Regions from separate parts of the Sus scrofa genome. Here regions 1 and 2 are each linked to region 3. The links are chromatin contacts, called in public targeted proximity ligation maps. All regions are on one chromosome and are shown on one strand. The core of a region is the stretch at or near the end of the contact, and the rest is flanking DNA. Distances in the headings are between cores, read along the strand shown.

What was found.
Region 1: a targeted proximity ligation map of alveolar macrophages shows a contact between it and region 3. A contact is called at or near these places in 6 of 47 Hi-C or Micro-C datasets (adipose tissue, blood, omental adipose tissue and 2 more) and 2 of 2 datasets of targeted methods (alveolar macrophages and skeletal muscle).
Region 2: a contact with region 3 is called in a targeted proximity ligation map of alveolar macrophages. A contact is called at or near these places in 1 of 47 Hi-C or Micro-C datasets (liver) and 2 of 2 datasets of targeted methods (alveolar macrophages and skeletal muscle).

Annotation. Positions count from the first base shown.
Region 1 is chr5:93,580,262-93,583,493 of Sscrofa11.1, forward strand. No RefSeq gene overlaps it. Among named protein-coding and RNA genes, the nearest start is that of DUSP6, 280 kb to the left of the region's middle.
Region 2 is chr5:93,473,322-93,476,855 of Sscrofa11.1, forward strand. No RefSeq gene overlaps it. Among named protein-coding and RNA genes, the nearest start is that of DUSP6, 170 kb to the left of the region's middle.
Region 3 is chr5:93,205,500-93,208,819 of Sscrofa11.1, forward strand. All of the region lies in intron 10 of POC1B (POC1 centriolar protein homolog B), which reads left to right. Among named protein-coding and RNA genes, the nearest start is that of GALNT4, 74 kb to the left of the region's middle.

The DNA.
Region 1 (3,232 bases), core at 275-2,774, 370 kb after region 3:
GGTAAGGGATGGAGAGGCACAAACTGCTATGCATAAAATAAATAAACAATAAGAACATATTACAGCACAGAGAATATAGCCAATACTTTACCATTATAAATGGAATATAACCTTTAAAATTGTGAATGCTGTAAATGTGAAATTTATGTAATATTGTACACCAACTATATCTCAATTTAAAAAAACAACTGTTAACTGGTAGAGATAGCTTTCAAACCCAGATAGTCTGATATCAGACCTATGTAGTTAACCACTATTCTGTGCAGTCTCCTAAGGCCTGATACTTAAACATTTCTGAATCATTTACATCTATGTTCATTTATTGGATATGACAGCATCTTTTAGCTCTTAATTCTGTGTCAAACTACACAGCAGTTTTATTTATGTCTCTGTGTGTATGTGTGCATGTGTATGTAAGTTAAAGAAAATTAAAATTATTTTCAAACAGAATTTTGTAATCTCTTTAGAGAAAGTTGTGAACAACATTCAGTGTCATAAGAATATGTTTAGGAATCACCTGTGCAATATTTGTATCCACATTTCTGTTAATATTAACTTGAAAGGAGAAACTGCTGGATACTCTGCCCTTTAAAATAATGCTTTAATCTAGGAGTTCCCATTGTGGGGCAGCGGAAACAAATCTGGCTAGGAACCGTGATGTTGAGGGTTCGATCCCTGGCCTCGCTCAGCGGGTTAAGGATCCGGCATTTCCGTGAGCTGTGGTGTAGGTCACAGACACAGCTTGGATCTAGATTTGATGTTGCTGTGGCTGCAGTGAAGGCCAGCAGCTCTGATTGGACACCTAGCCTGGGAACCTCCATAGGCTGTGGGTGTGGCCCTAAAAAGTAAAACAATAAAAAATAAATAAAATAAAATAATTCTTTAATCTTTTCCTTCCAAAGTTTTCTATATCTTTTCCCCAGTGCCTCAATGCTAAACCTGAGTGTGTGAGCTTGAAATACATCTAAATATTTAGTGGTGTCATACTATTTTTTCAGTCATTCAAGTTTGTCCTAATGGAATATTGTTGGGACAATGATCAAAACGATTTGGGGCTTCAGCACAATAATGCTATTTAGTCCAACTTGAAGTCTGTATTTAGGTTCCAATTTCTGCTTAATTTTTGCCTACTTCTTGGTAGGAACAATCATACATATCTATTTGATATGATTTAACTTAAAGCATAACCAAACCTTCACCAAAGAGAGTTTTACCAATATAGTCATAAAATATTATCATAATAATATCATAATAGTCTGATACTTTTCATAATATCATCAGTGATTATTTATTAGATTTCCATTTGACATATGACGTTGAATTAAATTACTACCATCATTTACGGTTTGGGGGTGATGACAATTATGGTGACATGCTTCAATCCAGCCTTTTAAACTGCAAATCTGTAGAGGTATTTTATTTTAGGGGCCAGAAATAATTTAGCATTCTATTAAGATTTACATTACTGAAAACTGAGTCTGACACCTAAATGCTGCATGATTGATGGTGTTTCTGTACCCTCTAGTGGTCTGATGCAGAACTGAAATAACCAAGAGAAAAATAGCCTGGGAATTCTGGGGTGTGGGTGGCAGCACCTGCTTGGCCTTGAATTATAAAAGGCAAAGATAAGAAGAGATTTCAGGCCAGGCTTCTAGAATTGGCCAATGTGAATGTGAATTTTCATCGCTAAGCTTATTTTACAGGCATGAAAGAAGGAATGGTGGTAGATTTTAAAAAAATTCCTCCTTTAAATGTCTTACTTTTTTCGAAATGTTGGAGTTTGTCGTATATTAAACAAATGTTTTCTATCTATGAAGGTTTCTCCTCAGTGACATTCTTGATGTTTTGGGATCTATAATGCTTTGTTGCAGGGGCACCCCCTCTGCACTGTAAGATGTTTAGTAGCATCCCTGCTTCTTACTTACTAGATACTAGGAGCATCCTCAGCTGTAATAACCAGAATCACCTCCAACGTTGCCAAATGTCCCTTGGGGGAAAATTCCCAACCGAGAATCATCTTAACGATTTCTGTTAGGTAAGGCAGAAAGAGTCTGCCAATCGAAACGAATAGGTCAGTGAACATTTAGCATGAGTCAAGCCATGTACCTGTATTATTTAATTTTTTTTTTTTTTTTTTTTGTCTTTTGTCCTTTTAGGACTGCACTGGTGGCATGGGGAAGTTCCCAGGCTAGGGGTCCAATAAGAGCTGTAGCTACTGGCCTACATCAGAGCCAGAGCAACACCAGATCTGAGCCGCATCTACGACCTACACCACAGCTCACGGCAATGCTGGATCCTTAACCCGCTGAGCAAGGCCAGGGATCAAACTTGCAACCTCATGGTTCCTAGTCTGATTCGTTTCCGCTGCACCACGACGAGAATGCCTGTATTATTTAATTTAATCTTTATTAGAATCCTCAGGGGTCAGTCCTATTATTGTCCATTTTACAGATAAGGAGAGTTGAGTAAATTTCATGGCATCACGTAGGTAAGTAGTAGAGTCAACGTTAAACTCTAGATTGGCTCTGGGCTTTGCATTTGAAAAGATTCTACTACAAGAGTATAGCTTCTAATAAGCTCCTAAGTGAGTAAAAAACAGAATTATTGATTTACAAATAATAATAATCCACAATTGCCAGTTTATGATAATTTTCTGAATCAACAAAACAGAAGGACCAGAGAGTATTCTGACATTGTGAAGGCTTGTTTTTTTCCACTCATTTATCAAGTACCCACTCTCCATACAGATATAAAAATGAATAAAATAAAGCCCCACCCTCTGAAGCTTACTTAGATTGCTGTGAGCCAAAAGCAAATGAGCAAAGACATGTCTAATCTTTCATTTAGTAACATGCTATGGAGAAAATAAAATAAATTAGCCCTCTCTATCCCATAGATAGGGTAGAGTGCTTCTATTTTGTACAAAGTAGTGGGGAAGTAAGTATTCCTAGTAGTGAGAACAGCAAATGCAAAGGCCCTGAGGTAGAAGAAGATTTGAAGTGGGAGCAGCTTGCAAGCATGGTAAGGGAAAAGCAAGACGCCCGTGGAGTGGGAGCAGAGTGAGTGAGGAGGAGGGTAAGAGATGAGACAGAGGGGAATGGTGGGAGGGAAGGGAGGACCAAAGATCGCCTGAGGCCCCAGGAAAAGGACTGCTCCACTTTCACTCTTTACTGAGATAAGTATTTATTGAGAAGTGCCATGATCTGGCTAATTTTTCAAAAAACTATGTCCA
Region 2 (3,534 bases), core at 745-3,244, 270 kb after region 3:
TCAGGGTCTCCCGTGAGATTTCCGTCAAGCCCTCGGCCTGCCTTGTAGACATCTACAGAATCCACTTCCAAGCCCACCCAGGTGGTTACTGGCAGACCTCAGTCCCTCGGTGGCTGTTGCTTTGGAGGCCACAGGGGCTTCTCCATGGGGCTGATACGCATAAAGCTGGCTTCCCCCAGAGCAGGTGATCCAACAGTGGGGGAGTGGGGGAGAGGGAGGCGAGGGAGAAAGAGAGAGGAATCGCCAGATGGAATCCACATTTATAACTAAATCTTGAAAGCTATGTCCTATCACTTCGCCAGTATTCAATTTGTTAGAGGCAAGCACGAAGGACGGAGGACACCGGGAGACGTCTTGGAAGCTGGCTGTCACATTTATTAACCCTCACACGTTCACTCTTTTAAATCATTGTGTATGTATGGATGTCTATCAATGTAGCTCTGGAAGGTAGGTCTGTGTGTGCCAAGACGGGCCAGGTGAAGTGAAGTGTTGAAGCTACTATAATAAATGATTTAATTCCAAGACTACCATAAAACTTGCTGGTCTGGTTGGTGCCTGGGGGCCAAATCCTTGCTAAAGCTCAAAGGTTTGGAAATACATAGGAGCCTAAAAGGAAGCAAATGGCAAAGACTCGAAGGATAGGTTCTGATGGTTACAGGAAGACTGATTTGGGGCAAGACAGACGATTAAGAGGATACATTACCAATAATGAGACCTTTTATGTGTTAATTCATTCAATATTCAACAAATATTTAGTGAACTCCTACTAAGCTCCAGCTATTATCGAAGTCTTTGTGGATACAGCAGTAAACTTGGAAGCAAGGGTGGCCTCAGGCAGGAAACATCTTACAGCAGGTGCTTCCTTTGTCTGTTGACAGAGACAACAAGTGACCTCCCAGAATTTGACCCTTTCGGGATTTGTGGACAGGAGAAGATATTTATATAAAAAGATTCTAGGTAGAATAGAGCTTGTATTCAGGGACATGAGACAGGCCCTAGAAACTTTTTAATGCATTTATAGTTCTTCCTAGTTTGACTGAATGCTTTAGAAATTCCAGTTACCCCAAGTTTACCAAGCACAGGTGTGGAGTGGCAGGATCTATAAACGCCATAGGCTGTTGAAAGTATCAGCGCACGTTTTTTTCTTGTCTACTTTATTTAGCTACTTAAGCACTGTTCTATCTTTCACTAGGCTCAAACTGTATGTATTTATCTAATAATTACATCTGGAATTGCTCCGGAAACCTCCGTCAAAATTCAGACCATTTTTCTGCCGATTGAGATGGAGGCAGAGAAGAGAAACTGGGAAAGGCGGGAGCAAAATTTTCTTGGCTGATGCAAGGAAAGTCAGGTTGATTTAAGGATAAATTGTAAAGACTTCACGTCGGGGTTAGCTGGGTGGTGGCAGTAACCACGTGGTCCTACCTCTAGGACACTTGTGAAAGATTTTAACCCGCAAATGATGTTAATTTCCTCTGTCCATGTGATTGAAAGTTCACTTTAGGATCCCACTAGACCCAAATATTCCATTGCCTGTACTTGCATCAATGGTTTATTGGTGTGGGATTTTTTATGGGTCCCTAGAGAGACTGACACTGGAAACTCTGTGGAGCTCATAAGATTTATTCCACATTTCAAAAGGGAGGGACTTGGAGGAAAATACAGCCACAAAAATGTATTGTTTTGAAACAGAATCTGTGAGGAAAATAGAAACGAACTTTTAAGATGAAATAATGGCAAAGCAAAATATCAAGGTATAATAGGTAGCCACTGACATGCCTGAGACTGTGAATCATTTTTCTTGGAGATTGTAGTATCTGATGCCAGATACACAAACGTTTTGCACTTACTCAGCAATTAAAGGTAAGAGGTTGTGAAACTCTAAATGAGCTAGGAAAAAAAAAAAAAAAAAGAGGCAAAGGGCTGAGTTTGAGTGAGTAAAGGAAGATAAATCAGATGAGATTGCATGTTGATGACACTCACCAGGCTTGCTCAACAGTAATATCTGACAAACAGCAAGAGAAAAAGGAAACATTTTGGCAGAGTCAGCCACCCCCGGCATCTCTCTTCAAAACCCTACTAAGAAATCCCCACCACTGGATGAGTTATTTCCTCTTTCTGCTGTATGAGTACGATGGGAAAAAAATGGACCCTGGAGCTGAAATACTGAAGTTAGGAAACAGTACCATGAGTAATAACACAACAATGAATTAGGCCGAAATGCCTGGAGGTAGGGCTCTTCCATCTAGAAGCTTGGCTTTAGTCAAGTCCCTTTTGGTACAGAGGATATTTCAACCGTCTCTTTAGGCTGTTATACATGGTCTTTTGTTTCTGACTGTCCTTGGGACCCTTGGTTTTGCTCATGGGCTCTTCCTGCCTGGATTCCAGGGGAACTGTACTTCTTTCTCCCCACTCTTTGGCCTTGCCACATCTGCCTTCAAATTCCTATGCTTTCCTTAAAATCCAACTTCAATCCACTTTATTCCAAGAAAACAGCTCTCCCAGTCCACCTTTAACCATTTTCTTTTTTCCTCCTAATATCTTTAGCCCTTTACCAAATTGACATAGTGTCCTTTACATGCGTTACTCATACATTTTCTGTCGCCTCAATTGAGTTGAAGTCTCCGGAGGACACCATCCTTTTATTTCCTACAATATTTTCTCAGTGATATGAGGGATATAAAAAGCGAGTATAATATGCCAATGTTTATTGACTTAAAGTAAAAACTAACTCTGAATAATTTTAACAGAGATTAGCAAGATCCTAGGCACAAGTCTTTTAACTTTCTTTCAGTAAGAGCGAATTAACCTCTATCTTCTTTTGCTTTGCTATGTAAAATGCTGATGAAACAAACAAGACTAATTTTTTTTTGGGGGGGGGAATCTAGAAAAACTATTTTATGTTTATTTTAGAATTTTTTGATTAAAAATAGAAAAAAGAAAATGATTCTATCTACCTTTGAGTTCTTTGGAGGCACAAGGCCATGTGGTTGTCTTGATGGCCTCAGATTAGAGCAAAGGAGGATTCTAGAAACTGTACCCCCCTCTCCTTTTAAACAGAGCTTTATGTTGTAAAAAAGAAATAGAACCACCATTACTAGATCCTATAGTTTTTGCTGGCTACACATTTGGGGTATGCCTTATTTCCTGTTTGCAATTAACTGACTTTGATCATGACACTCCAAAAGCAGTTCTCTAAGAGGTCAGTTGTGCCTTCCTTTTTGTCAGAATCTCTCATTTGCTGTTGATAAGCTCCTCCTTGTGACTCCCTGCTATATTCTTCCCTGGACTTTCTCATAGGGGGAGGGGAAAAGTAATTTGTTAAACACGCATGTTCCTACTTAGAGCTTTCTGTGCATCACTGTATTTGTGCTTCATGACAACACTCTGGGACAGGAGACACTCCTGCATGCTATCACTTGAGAATAGATATTTTTGTTTTGTCCCATTGGCCAGTTATTTCATAGTGGGGAGGTCTTGTGTGACTTAGCTGGTTGTGAATTCCTTGAGAGTGGAATCTGAATCCCCCACCTC
Region 3 (3,320 bases), core at 727-3,226:
GAGACGCAAAGTGGGTGAAAGTAAACCAAGTGTGGTTTTCCAAGTCAAACTTTTTCAAGGATGTAATCCTTACTTGAATGTAAACTATCTTTTAAAAACATCATTGTACCATATAAGCTGTTACCTGCCTCAGAATTTAGATTCACACACACACACACACGTGCTGATTTTTTGAACACAGTGAAGTATCACTATATATAATGGTTTATTTCTGCTCTCGTCAATTCAGCATGCTGCATAAATTGTTCTTGATGAGTTCTCTACAAAGGAGATAGTAGGAATGCGTCCCTTACTCTGTAGCCTTTTGTGAATCTAGCACAGCAGGATTCACAAAAGATGCAATGGCTACTTGTCCTCTTTTTGGAATTTACAGAAGGTTTTATTGGTCGTTATCTTTTTCTAGAGTGCTAAGAATAATGGAAATAGCATCTTTTAGTTTTATAGTAACTCAGAAGAGAGAGTTCATTCTAGTTTACTGAGTATTATGGTCTGTACTTAGGTTTATCCAGGGCAGCGCCTGATTCTCGACTCAGCAAAGGGCCTTAGGAGACAAATCTTCCTTTAAGGGATTCGTAGTTTATGTTTGCCTAATTGTATAAGATGTGAAACATGGAAGGAGGTTGTTGTACAGATTTGATGTGTGCTAGCTGTATCCTACCTATTCATGGCTTCAAAATTAATAAGCTTCTCTAGAGATGAGAATAAATATTAAAGGCCAAGACAGATTTGTGGCCTCAGCTGTCTTTTTCAAGGGCGCTGAATTAATCATTCAGATATTCTAGTTGATAGTTGAATGGGGAGGGGTTGTTTTTTTAAGACATCTGACAAAAATGAAATTTCCAACTTGGTTTGAAGAAGAAAAAATCAAAGCCTGAGTAAAACCTTATCCCCAAAGCCTCTTTTTCTCCCTTTGAGACAAAGATGTATGATTTTCCCCAAGGGATAAACAAAAGCCTTTCTCAGCTCAACAGATTTAGTCTGGGAGACACAAATTCCACTTGACATTCTCTGATTTTATCCTAGAAATATTTTTAAATCCATCAGACCTGATCAGGTAGGAGGGTTTCTGTGTACAAGGACGCACGCTACACTGTGCCGAAACAGGGTAGAAGAGACGCGGTTTTCTTCTCCAGGACCAACGGCCTTTACGTCCTCAAGTTTTAGAAATGGAGAACGAACCCTGTGTTGTGGACCTGTGACAACCCCATGTGGGTGACTCCATGGCTCTTTTCGCTCTTTTTCTGATGAATCCATCCAGTCCTTGGTTAACACTGTCTTTGATCTCAAGGAATGAACCAAAGACAGGGCAGCGCCCTGAGTCACTTCCAAAAGACAGCCTTCCTCTCTCGGTCAGGCTTCTCAGATGAACTCAGAGACTGTCTGAATCTTTTGTGTTAATGGTCAGCTCAGTGTAAAGCCTCCCACTCACTGGCCACCACTTCCTCTAGTACTCCAGTTCCGACCACTCATCACCCCGGGAGGGCCTCCAGTCCCACGAGCCTCCGCCTTTTCACTGCCCACCTTCTGTGTCCATGTGCCTCTCCTTTATTGGGCTTGGATTCTACAGTCCATCACCCGAGCAATGCCCTTGCCCCTCCTCTCTGCATTGAGCTCACCCCCAAAACTTCAGCCTGGTTAAATCTATTTTTCTGCCTACTCGCTACCCACAACCATGCAACTGAATTTGACTAGACAGCCGTGCTGACTGATCCGCCCCTAGTTTATTTCTGTAACTCCAAGGGTCACACGGTGCTGCCCAGTGGCCCATTCGCCACGTAGTTATCTCCTCCCTGTCCTGTGACCTCGCTGCTCTCTTGCTGCTTCATCTTTTCCACCGGCCCACATTGGTGATGTGTTTCCCATCTTTAAAAAGGAAAGCCTTTATTTGATCCTTCATTCCTTTCCAGCTCCTGTCTCATTGTTCTGCTTCCCTTTATAGCAGAACTCCTCAAACAAAAGGCATTTACTGTCTTCATTTCTTCGCTTTCCACTCTTCTGAGTTCGCTCCCATTAAGCTTTTGCCCCACCACTCCCCTCCAGGCAGGGTCCCAGTGATTCATCCAGACCAGCCTTCCTACAGGATGTGGTCTTGGTGATCACTCTGTCCTCCTAGAAGCTCTTTCCTTAATTGGCTTCTGGTCCAGCATCCCTCCTACCTCCTGGGTCACTAGTCACCTCTCCTGCTCCTTCTCTTCCTGCCTTCTAAAGGCTTTGCAACCGTTCTCTTTGGCTCCGCCTTCAATGATTATAGACCCATGGTTGCAAATAGTTATATGCCAAACCCCCCAGCTATAAGGGAACAGAAACTTCTGTACTTGGTACCCTTCCACACCTTGCCTTATGTACCTCTTCCCCTGGCAGTTCATCTGTATCCTTTATAAAAACTGGTAATTTATATAATTCTGTTAATTCCCAAATTTATATCCCTTGCCCCAACCTGGATTTACACAGAAATCTAGAATTGTATATTTCCACCTGTATTTATGATTTTTCTCCTTGGAAGTCTAATAGGCATCTCAAACTTAACATGCCCTAAGTTTACTCTCTACCCATTCCCCTCCCCCCCAAAAAAATACATCATCAATGAAGCTAAATCATGATGTAACATTTTACCCAGCTTTATTTTTCTTCATAACTTTTGTTACTACCTGACCTCACATCACAAATCTATATATTTTCCTTCTTCATTCATTGGAATATAATCTCATGTCAACACAGTCTCTTTTGGGTTTTTTTTTTTGGGTTTTTTGTTTGTTTGTTTTTCTCTTTAGGGCCTTACTCATGGCACATGGAGGTTCCTAGGCTAGGGGTCTAATGGAAGCTACAGCTGCCAGCCACAGCAACTCCAGATCTGAGCTGCATCTACAACCTACACCTCAGCTCATTGCAATGCCGGATCCTTAACCCACTGAGCGAGGCCTGCAACCTCATGGTTCTTAGTCAGATTCATTTCTGCTGCGCCATGATGGAAACTCCCAACAGGGTCTCTTTTGTATATTCATTTCTCATATGAGGCAGAGTAATGGTTCACAAAGATGTCCATTGCCTCATCCCCAGAATATGTGAATACGTTTCCTTATGTGGCAGAAGGGGTTTAGCAAATGGGATGAAGTTAAGGATTTTGAAATGGGGAGATGATCCTAGATTTGTGGTCCAGTGCAATCACAAAAGGTCCTTACAGGGGAAGGAGGGAGGCATGGGAGTTAGAGAAGAAGGTATGACAGGGGGAGAAGAGGTTGGAGTGCTACAGCCTTGAGCCATGCAGGTAGGCAGCCTTGAGGAGCTGAAAAAGGAAAGGACAGATTCACCCCTAGAGCCTC